Regions from separate parts of the Astyanax mexicanus genome. Here region 1 is linked to region 2. A link is a contact called in public Hi-C data. All regions are on one chromosome and are shown on one strand. Each heading gives the region's core, a stretch centred on a gene start, on an enhancer-like site or on the middle of the called end of the contact. The rest is flanking DNA. Distances are from core to core; before and after follow the strand shown. Region 1 overlaps dennd4c (DENN/MADD domain containing 4C). Region 2 overlaps dennd4c (DENN/MADD domain containing 4C).

Region 1 (5,420 bases), core at 2,689-5,188, 34 kb after region 2:
CAGTACTTCCGTTTTAATTTCTGGTTTCTATTGTTGTGTTTCTTTTTTTATTTTTCCTTTCTGATACTGTAGCCTTGTTCTAATGTAACCCCACTGGGCAGATACTACATTATGAGAGGTATGTCATCTCATTTAGAAAAAAAAGCTTCCCTTCTGCTGTGGCCAATCTTTCTTTTTCCTAAGTGCATTTATTATGAAGGTCAATTGAGCTGGATTGACGTAAAACAGCCATTGAATACTAATTTGGCTGTTAAAACTAAGACACATTGTTGTGTTTTAGATCTAAATATTATAACAGTGGCCTAAATTGGAATTTATTTATATATTCACACTGCCACACAGCTTATATATGATGAAATGTAATCTGAAATATCAGTTTTTGCCCTCATTTACTTGCTGATACATTTGTATCATCTTAAACCTACATAGATCATCTTGTTCCTATTCTTCCTGACAATCTGTATCCATGAACCATCCATTTCCTTACACCCTCTAACCATGAGAAGACTACAAGAATGCAGCAACGCTGTTTCAGGGAGAACTGACTGTAGATATGCTAGAAAGACAAACCAAAGCTTATGTTTAACTGCAAAAGAACTGTTTTAGAAGTCTTTAGAAACACTATGCTAATAGCAACAATCTAGAACATGTGACTTGAATAAACAAATGTGCGTTTCCTCACGGAAGTGTGCAAGTTCATACAAGTGTTATTCACATGGCTTTAGCATTTAGATTAAATTACTACAAACACACAGCCTGATGCTTCAGAATGTGTTTGATAATAATAAATAACATTAATTAATAGAAATAGAGAAAAGCTATAAAAGGTATATGTGGTATTTATAAGGCAGACCATTAATCATTATTGTTTAGCTTTTTTTTTTAAAGCTGTGATTCCTTGACTGTCCAATAAATTAAGGGTAGATTATTAATACTGAGAGTAAAAACATCCTGCTCAATATACATTAATATAGGACAATAGTCTGTAACCTAGATCTTTTGTTTCCCTCTCTTTTCAGAAGAAGTGTAATTCAATGCCGTGCGACATTCTACTCTCAGTCCTTCTTAATTTCAGAACAGGTTTTGCTCTGTTTTTTAGGAACACCAGATCAGGTGTCACAATAGTCTTTGTTCAGAGTGCAGCTGAACAGTGTTCAGCTGTGCAGATGCTAGAGGAACTGCCTAGTACTCTGTATTCACACAAAAGAGCTTAAGCTGCCATTCAACTCAGCCAATCGATAGTATCTTGCCAAGACCCTGATTTCATTAGACTACTGTCACATCTATCATCAATTTCAAAGCATCAGCCCAGATGACTTAGTTTTGCCCAAATGGGGATGGGAAGGTAGTGGGTGTTCTTGTGACACCCATGCTGAAAGAACAGCCTGTCCTGAACCCCATGTACAACGTAACAAAAAATATATTTATATCACAGTAACAAGAAAGCAGCAAGTAAACATCTTTCCAAGACAAATCCCAGAGTAAATAATAGGGGTGTAGAGAATCCCTGTTTCGCAATGCTGTACTTTTAAACAAAAAACAAAGAATGAGTCTTAAATTATGGATTTCTTAAATGAAAACACAATATTGAAAAGGTGGTGGTTGATGGTGGTTCATTTTATGTTGTCTTTAACCTAGTGCTATCAATTGATTAAAAATCCATTAACTGTATTTATTACAAACAGTATCCTGCTAGAAAAAGAGGAAAAACAAGACGAGGAGGGAGAGATAACAGAGTGAGTTAGTTCTGAGATGTAATCCTTAATTCAGCATCAATGAAAAAGGTAATCTATATTCTGAATTCAAAAGTTGTGATGCTGTGCTTTAATCGCTAAATAAAAACTGAATTATGGGAGAAAGACCAAACTTGGTAATCTGGACCTCATATTTTCATCTTCAGATCTCACTGTTCTGACTGAAAAGAAACTAAGCATTTTATGCATATGAAAAATAAAAAGTTTGATAAAAAAAGCATTACACTGCTCACTGAATCACATAATACAAAATTTCTCTTGTAATGCAATAAGAATTTTAGCAATCTAATAAATACCAACAGCCCTGGAAACATAATTTACACAGATTAAGTTAAGATCCATAATTAAACACACTAAAATCAATACACCAGATACCCAAAACAAGTATTCTTATAAAAAAAAAGAACAAACTGTACTCAGTGAACTTAAAGAACCTTTCCTCTTAAATCACACAATGGTTGCTTAATCAACAGCACACCAAGTTTGTAAGTACACCAATATGCACGTTAATGATATCAGATGGTTAGCATAAGCTGTTTATCTAACTATATCCTGTCACAACTAATTAATCAGAAATCTACAATAAAAAATATAACTGATCTACACTGAAGCATTTATTAACCCTAATGCCTTAAAATAACTCCATTACCAGTTTATATTTGTAGTTAAGCAAATACAAAAAGAACATATAAAGCTGCAGTCACAAGTTAATTGGTAGTTTACATTTGTGCACCTTATATTTAGTGCCGCTGTGGGCAGGTGAGGAATTTGAGACTTTTTGAAAGTCACAATTGTTCTTCACTCCCATTTTCCTTTACACAGAGCCTTCCTTTCTTACATAGGCGTACAAGTGGACAGCCAAGCTCTTTTGTCTGTGTGAGGCTGAGGTCACATTTCTTGGCTGCAGCACTGGCCTCAGACTGAAAAGGTTGAGATCGAGCAGCACAGTCTCTGCAGCCTGCAGGCAAATGACAAAGTGAAGGAATTGCCCTGCACTCTAAAAATGGGATTCTGGTCTTTCCAAGGTATGTTTGGTGTCTGATGTCTTCTTCTTTAGTTTTATACTGGAGTTACAAGTCTAATGTAATTACACAAATAATGGAATTGCATTGTAATTACATTGTAAAGATACATACAGTTTGGCCTTATTAATTAGATAATTTACACTAACTTTATGTAGCAATTTTTAGAACTGTAGCCACGTTTGTCTAGGTGCATCCTAGTCTGTTAATGTCCACAAAGGATTGCAAACTAAAGCTCCCTTTTTTTACTGGGCACTAGGATGGGGCAAATTAAAGAGAGCAACAAAAAAATCCCTATTTTTACATAGAAAAATCACCCTAAAGACAACTTTTGTCACATTTATTGCCAATATATTGAAATTATCCACATTAAATCTAAAACGAATGGACTGTGATGTTACATATTTTAATTAGAGCCCACGTCTGTGTTGTAAGGATGCAGTTAAATCAAGCTGACCAATCAGAACCAAACAAATGAAAATCAAGATGACAGGAAAACAGCTGGAGCAGAACACAAAAGCTCATATGACGCTTTAAAAAGCAGAGAAAATACATATAAACTAATTCTATACATCGACTGTACTAAGCTGTTTTTTAAAGCTTGTCAAGAAGCATCTTAGATCGTTTATGTACACAAAGAACCACAAACTGGATTCCTTTAATAACGAGCACTCGTGGAGGAGAGAAACTAAAGAGAACAAAAAAGTGAGCAGGTAGCAGAGAAAAAAGAAAAAGTGATATATATATATATATATATATGAGCTATGGAGTTTATAGTGTTGTTTACAAGGCACCGAAGACAAAAATCAGAAATATGAAATCAGTCTGGAACTGGATATCAATCTAGATATGCCAAACTTCAGATTTGGGATAACAGTCTGGACACAGCCCATGCGCTACAACTTCCAACACTGAAAAGGTCTCAAAATGTGAAGAAAAGGAAGAAGTGGTGTAAAATAGATTGTTCTAAAACTACTAACTAAAAAGTTAAAAGAAGAGTGATCAATCCTGAGATTTTGAGGCTGAATGTTAACACCCATAATCCAGCCAGTATCCATGGTCTCCTCCCATCAGTAGCTGATCTCACCCTAAGCACACAAAAGCCTTGGTGCTTTGTAGCAGAGGGATGATTTGCTAGGGCAGGGGGGGAAGTTGGGCAGATGGCCGGTATCCCTGTGCCCCGCACTGTCTGTCTCAGTTCACTCTGTTCAGCCTCTGAGAGGCCCCACTACTTAGTCTCATTCAGGATGGCCACGGCTGAGAAGAATGGCAAACTCTGAATCTCTGTCTCTCTCTTTCCCTCTCTCTGTCTCGCTCAGTTTAACAGCTGTTTCCATTAGTGTAGATTTAATAGAGATACATCACAAGCTTTTAAAGTCTATGTTCAATGGCAAAAGAAAGAGTCATGAAGCTGCAACAGGAATCACACAATCAGAATTCTTAAAACCTCTTAATACACTTTAAAACAAGTTGTTCTCTGTTTGGAATTTTCCCCTTCTAACACACCTGATCCAAATAGTCAGCTAATTACCAAGCTCCTGCCTGAGCTATGGATGTGGGACACTGACCCAACTAACATTAAGAAAAATATATTTCGTCTGTTGGAGGTGCACTTTAAGTTGTTTATTGAATATCAGGTATTGCAAATGAGCCAGACCCTTCCAGAAAAGCATAAATGGAGGGAAAACAAGCAGAGCAACATATATGGTAAAGTACAATCTAGAACACAATTACTGGATGGAGAACATTTATGGACAGGGTAACAGGGAAGCTAATTCCAGAAGAATATTTTAGAACAGTATGAAGAAGTTATTTCAGAACAGTGTGATGGGGAAGTACATCAAAGAACAGTGTGATGCAGTGAATGGTCTAGGACAGAGTAATATAAAGAACATTCTAGGACAATGGGGAAGTTCATTCTAAAACAGTTTGATGAGAACATTTTAGGATAATTCTTGGAAAGTGAGATTAAAAATATATATATATATATAAAATCACAGATATGGCACGGTATGTGTACATTTTTTGGGTTTCTGTCATACCTGATCACAACATACCGTTTTACCATGCTGTATTATGATGAGCAGGAGTTGCTAAGCAACAAGAAGAGGTACTTCACACTGCTGGACCTACTTTTTAAGTAGAAGAAACTGCAGACATTAAAAATATATATTTAAAACAATCAATTTTCAGTGCATCTTTGATTAACTTTATTCTTTAATGTTTTTGTTTTACACGGTAAGACTGCTGTGTAAAAAAATGAAAGTAACATTTAAAACATTTGTTTTTTTTTTAAGCCAGTTCCTGCGAAATCAGCTGTGATGTCAGTTATGATCTTATTCTTTACTTTATGATAATTTGTAAGAAAACCCCAGAAAAACCCTGATTCAAGTCAGACCTACTACTTATCTACTATAGCTTGTTTGTCAGGGTGTGCTCAAGTGATCTCTCAGCAAGTATTCAACGGCCTTCCACTAACGGACGAACACAGTTCACTGAAGTGACACTTGGAAAGTGTCATCAGCAGCCACCATTGGATATGTAGCACTTGCTCTCAGCCACCTGTCAGTACAATGTGGTGTTGGCAGTGAGAATAGTAAGAACAGAGGTGAAACACTATACAGCCAAGCTTCAGACTCTCACA
Region 2 (5,557 bases), core at 106-2,605:
CTTAAAACAGTTAAGAAAGAAAAGGCTAGGGAAACTAACCCAAACTGACCCAAAACACTATGTTTATGTGCTCAATCCCCGTAATAATCTACAAAGGGCTTGAGATGTGGGCTTTCAAGAGTGGGGAGGATCAAGAGAGCAGAGGAGAAGGAAAACAAACACCCTACAGGCATGGTCTCCGCCCAGCCATGCTCTTCCCTCCCTCTAATCCAGCTCAGCGTGTGTGTGACACATGTGCATTTTCTTTTAACTGTCAGCGAGTGTAGAAAGTGTGTTAAACGCATCAGTAACACTGAGGTATTCTCAAAAAGAGACAAACCACAGAGCTAGGTGAAGTGCAGCTTTGTTTTCTGTTTGGTGGCACTTGTGGTTCACAGCCCCTGTCCTCTTTTTTAGTCACGGTTACTTTTAAATAAGGCAGCTTCTATTCTCCAACTGCAAACCAAATCGTCAGTAAGTATGGGCGAGCGGCCACTGAGGCAGTGATAAGTCATTCTGGGCTTCTTTTCTGGTGCTTTAAATTGTTTCAAATGTAATGGTGAAGGGACTAGTGGAAATGACTCCAAAATGACTTAAAATAAAATCTTGTTCCATTGACTTTCATTGAAAGCTACATTTACATTTACAGAATTTAGCAGATATCCTAACAAGCACTTACAAACATGATTGGTCATTCACTCAGAATATCCAAACTAGTGTTGATAGAGGATAAATAAAATATACTTTTGTCATTTTAAATGACAGTGTCATTAAAAAATCCAGCTGTATGTTATAAGTTAAGCAGTCACATGAAGTTTTTAGTATGGTGATGGTGAAGTTTGTAGTTTGTAGAAAAAGAATGACAATGCATTTTTGGAAGGCATTGTTAAAATTGACATACTGCACAGATATTTTTGGTATCTGACAAAAGAAATCTCTAAAACTTTCAATAGAAGACAGCATAAAAAATTATTCAAATTCTTTTTAGAGCATTTCAATTGGTCTGTTCATTAAATGTTGATGAAATATAAAAAGTAGCCGTCAGTTTCAAATTATGTGAATTTATAAATGTGTGTAAGTGTATGTCCCATTCAATCTTACAAGAGGTTTTAAAAGAAAAATGATCCAAGTAAACAATGTCAATATTTCATGATAAATTGACCAATAGAACAATATGTTTGTACACTGACTTTCATTTAAAATGTATTTACACTGTTTCTAGTGGTAAGCACAGTGTGACTGTGTTCAGTGAAGTGAAGTGTACTAAATAAACTGGAGTCACACCTGCTTGGTTCTTTTTGCCAGGAGTGCAGGGCTGCTGGACAGACTGGCCCCTGCTGCTCTGTTGCTGAGTGCTGGCTTCAGCTCCTGTGGCCGATCAAACAACTCCAACCGCAACCGGGGGAAGCTCTTGTAGCTGTGGTAGAGGATGAAGCATGATTTAATGACAAAAAGGTGAGTTTTTTAGCAAAAAACACAACAAAAAAAACAGAAGGCTTAGCCGATCAGTCAATAATGAACTCATTAAAATGAGAAAGAAAAAGGAGACAGTAAGTGCAAGACTTCCTATGCAGAAAGCCTGGCACCAGCACCTGAAGTCTTGACCACTGGGCACAGATTCAAGGCTAACATTGGAGTGAGTGGCAGGTCTTAAATACCAATAAAGACAAGGACATCGATGACACGAGCCTTGCACTAATGGAAAAAAGGCTCTTCAGAGATTATATTACTGTACTGAGATGGGTGTATAAACTTCTAAAAGCTTCTAATTTGTGAAAACTGTTAAATAAAAACTTACATAAATGTCTATTCTGATAAAAATTCAATTGTAAGCTGTACTAATTACTGGTCATTCTCATCAATGCTATGATCCTGACATGGTAGCATGTGTTAGAGTATGTTGCTCTGATAAGGGTGGATCAGACGCAGCAGGGCTGCCTGAGTTTTTAAACACTGTGTCCACTCACTGTTCACTCTGACAGACACTCCTACCTAGCTGCTACACCTTGTAGACGTAAACTAAGAAAGGAGTTAATCTGTTGCTGCAATTCTTGTCCTTTAATAGCACACTGTTGCCTGGATATTTCTGGTTGATGCACTATTTTCAGTTCAGCAGTGACTCTGAGGTGTTTAAAAATTCTAGCATGATACCCTCCATACCAACACAACACTGTTGTGAAAATGTTGTTTTCCTCTGTATTTTCACTCACTGCTGCCTGTGTTTATCAACCTAGTACATTTAACACAGTTTTAAGTTGTTTTCCAGTGTTGTTTTCACCTGTACTTTATTTAAAGTATGACCTGATCGGCTGAATCCACCGCTAGCTTAGCCGGTTAGCTGATTCACTGGCTAAGCTAAACCACCTTTAGCCAGGTTTTCCAGCATCACTTGTGGCTGGCGCACTAAACTAAACCTGTATAGAGATGTGAAGCAAAATGTCGCAATTAATTAAGTTACATTAAATTATATTAAAAAAAGATTGTAACTGTTGTGTTAAGTCTATATAGTATAAACGCTAATATTTTAATAATGGAAGTTTCATATTCAAACTACAATTATTATTGTAATTGAAATTGTCCTAAATTAATCGATTTTGAATAGAATCCGGACCTTTTAAATCGGAATCGAATCGAACTGGAAAATCAGTGACTATACCCACCCCTACATGTCAGTGTCACTGCAGTGTTCAGAATGACCCACCACCCAAATAATACCAGCTCTGCGATGGTCCAGACAATTTCAGAACAGGGAGAAAACAGGATAATAAAGTATGCAAAGAAAATATTGACTACAGTCTCTAATTAAAGAACTACAAAGTGCTACTAACTGTTCAGTGGAGCTGAAAAAATCTGACAGTGATTGTAGAAACAAAAAGGTGGTCATAACATTCTGACTCGTTGTGTATAACTTCATGTAAAACAAACAACTCTGGGCATTCACCTGTATGTAGCAGGAGGCTGTGAGCCGTCATCAGGAGGTGGTTCTGGAGGCATGATGAAGACAGTGTGCTCACTCTTTTGAGACTCATCCAGCTCCAGCAGCTTTGCATCCTCTGACCACTCTCCTTCAACCTGTAAGACAGGTCACCTTGAATGCTACTAGCCTAACTTTCAACCTTTCAATGTCCTTTTGTCTGACTGTATTTCTAGGAAGACCTTTGAACAGTACATGACAGGCGAGACTTGTACTTTCTAATGTAATGCCTGACTTTCTACATGTTTAGAAATGCACACGGTGTACTGATAAATGTACTGTAGGATAAATAAAGCAACATGCAGTTTATAGATTTTCATAAGATATGTTTTTAAATGTTTCTTATAAACTCACAGTGCACCCCCCCCCCCCCCCCAAAACAGGGACTTTCCACTTCCGTTACGGCTCAACATGTTTAGATTAACAATGTGCCACTGTACCCAACAGCAGATGGCAGAGTTAATTATTTACTCCATTAAACTGATGGCACTGCATATGAACAGCAACAGCCATCTGTGTTGTTTTTTTTTTTACCATGAATGGCTGATCTAGAGCCTGTTACCTCAGCCTGAGTCCTACTTTAATCTTTACAAGCCTATCAGCAAAACTGCTCTCTACTCAGCTCTACCAGCATTTTTTACTTGCTGCACTCATCAAAGTTTATGCCCCTAGTCTCACCCCAAAACTTTTTCCACTGCTCAAATTTAGCATAACAGCTTGTTCTGATGATTCTAATGATACAGCAGGGTTACGGCGAAAAGCGTTCCAGGGAAAATAAGGCTTACCTTTGTGCCCTTGTCTGTTCCTTTATCAGACGGGAAAAGCTGTGAGAGAGGCGAGAAAGGAACAAACTCAATCATAGGAAACTGTGTTTCCTCCTTTTCTCCCAGTGGGAATGAACGTATGTGTTATAGCTTAGGAAATTAAACAAGATTCTTTGCTAGAGCCATAAAGGTTTTTTAAAACAGTTCAAAGAGGTGGGTGAAGATTTGTAGATTGTTTTAGAAAGTGAAAGTCTTTGGTTTGTTGCCAGTGGCAACAAAGGAACTTATTAGAGAGAAGTGTGGGTGTGTGTACCTTTTCAATGCAATAGTCAAAAAAGGCCAGTCCTGTGTCTTTGTCACTGACGAAGGTGCATTCTTCGATAAAGCGAATAAATATCTGGGTCTTGGTGAGCTGGGAGTAGAATTTCTGGTGTGCACGATCTCTACTCTTCAAGAACCCTGGAGTAGCAAAAAGAAAAAGTAAAGTAGCAAAAGTAACAATTATCAGGCCTGTCACAATAATCCCATAGCTTACCTTAACATTGGCTATTTTGAACCCACTAACATGAATAAGCTGATACACTTTTTTTTCCATATATTAATCTATATTTTATTTATGTATTTAAGCAATAAATTTAGTTCTTGATAATGAAATGTTAATTGCACAATAGAGTGCAACTGCATTCATTTAAAATTATTATTATTGTTATTATTATTATTTTATTATTATTACTACTACTACTACTACTACTACTACTAATATCTATAGGATAATATAGTCTTTAAAAAAAAAAAATTAATTACAATTACTGATAGGACAATATTTTGCCCAATAAAACCTAGTTAAAATGACACCTCAGGCATTTTTGGAGCAGTAGGTACTACTAAAAAAACTACAGAGTTCCCCAATGGTGGAACAAACTACCTTCCACTAACAGATCAGGAGAATCTCTCGCTATCTTTAATAAACTCCTGAAGACAGAGCTCTTCAAAGAGCACTTACTCTCTTAACACCTCTAACACACTAACTACTTCTAATCTCATTTCCTTCTTCCCTACTTCACCCCTCTATCCTATTATTTCCCTTTGACCTCCTTTAGGCCCTATCTAAAGATGTTTTTACCTTTAACTTCTATTACTTTTGTACTTCACTTTTGTAAGTCGCATTGGACAAAAGAGTCTGCCAAATGTAATGTAATGTAACTACAAAACTACTGCCTGGTCTTTAAATAAATTTTCTTTTTTGTCACATACAGCTCTTACACAGTTGCTCTGCCTAATGCACTCAACACGCCACTATTTCATAAATCACAGTTGTTCTGAGAACCACCTGATCTTGCACCTAATAATATCTGGTCTGCAGTGTTCCTATCCTATGTTGGGATGGAACGCAGCCAGTTGAACCTACAAATCGCCTCTTTATGGTACATTTACCTGACAATTTGAAGACAGTTGCAAGGTAAGTGTATCTATCTGTAACTGCCAAATCAGTGTTTATAGATACAGCTGAATTTGACTCTAAAAAGCTCTGCCGCAAAGGTTTCTTCTTGCCATCAGAGATAAGAGGAACAATACAACCGAAAGCTAACCAAACGATAAACTTATCACTGATTAACCAAACCCCTCTAGTCTTTTAGGGCAGTAGGACATGAGTTAGAAAAACAAGACATGCAGATACGGTGTGTTGTGGTAGGGTTACCCTGCAAATCGTAGAGAGAGTCTGCGGCTGTGGCCTTCTCCGAGGGCGCCTGGGTGATGGGCTTGAGGTAGCTGCGGTAGCCCTTTAGTATGGAGGCCATGAAGCGGAGAAAGGCCTCTTGGACCTCCATCTCCAGCCCGG

What was found. A called contact is a pair of places that touch in the nucleus more often than the background predicts.
Region 1: a Hi-C map of blood shows a contact between it and region 2, with 2.4 times the contacts expected there. The contact joins two enhancer-like sites. A contact is called at or near these places in 2 of 3 Hi-C or Micro-C datasets (blood and muscle).

The regions. Positions count from the first base shown.
Region 1 is chr8:28,174,488-28,179,907 of AstMex3_surface, forward strand. The region is part of intron 1 of dennd4c (DENN/MADD domain containing 4C); the gene reads right to left. Among protein-coding and RNA genes, the nearest start is that of dennd4c, 12 kb to the right of the region's middle. Within about 2 kb of position 3,939, the one cell type or tissue checked has an H3K27ac peak away from gene starts, as active enhancers do.
Region 2 is chr8:28,142,861-28,148,417 of AstMex3_surface, forward strand. It overlaps dennd4c (DENN/MADD domain containing 4C), which reads right to left. Exons shown (of 34, transcript XM_022678282.2): 12 at 5,417-5,557; 13 at 4,031-4,176; 14 at 3,739-3,777; 15 at 2,921-3,051; 16 at 1,264-1,396. Among protein-coding and RNA genes, the nearest start is that of acer2, 20 kb to the left of the region's middle. Within about 2 kb of position 1,356, the one cell type or tissue checked has an H3K27ac peak away from gene starts, as active enhancers do.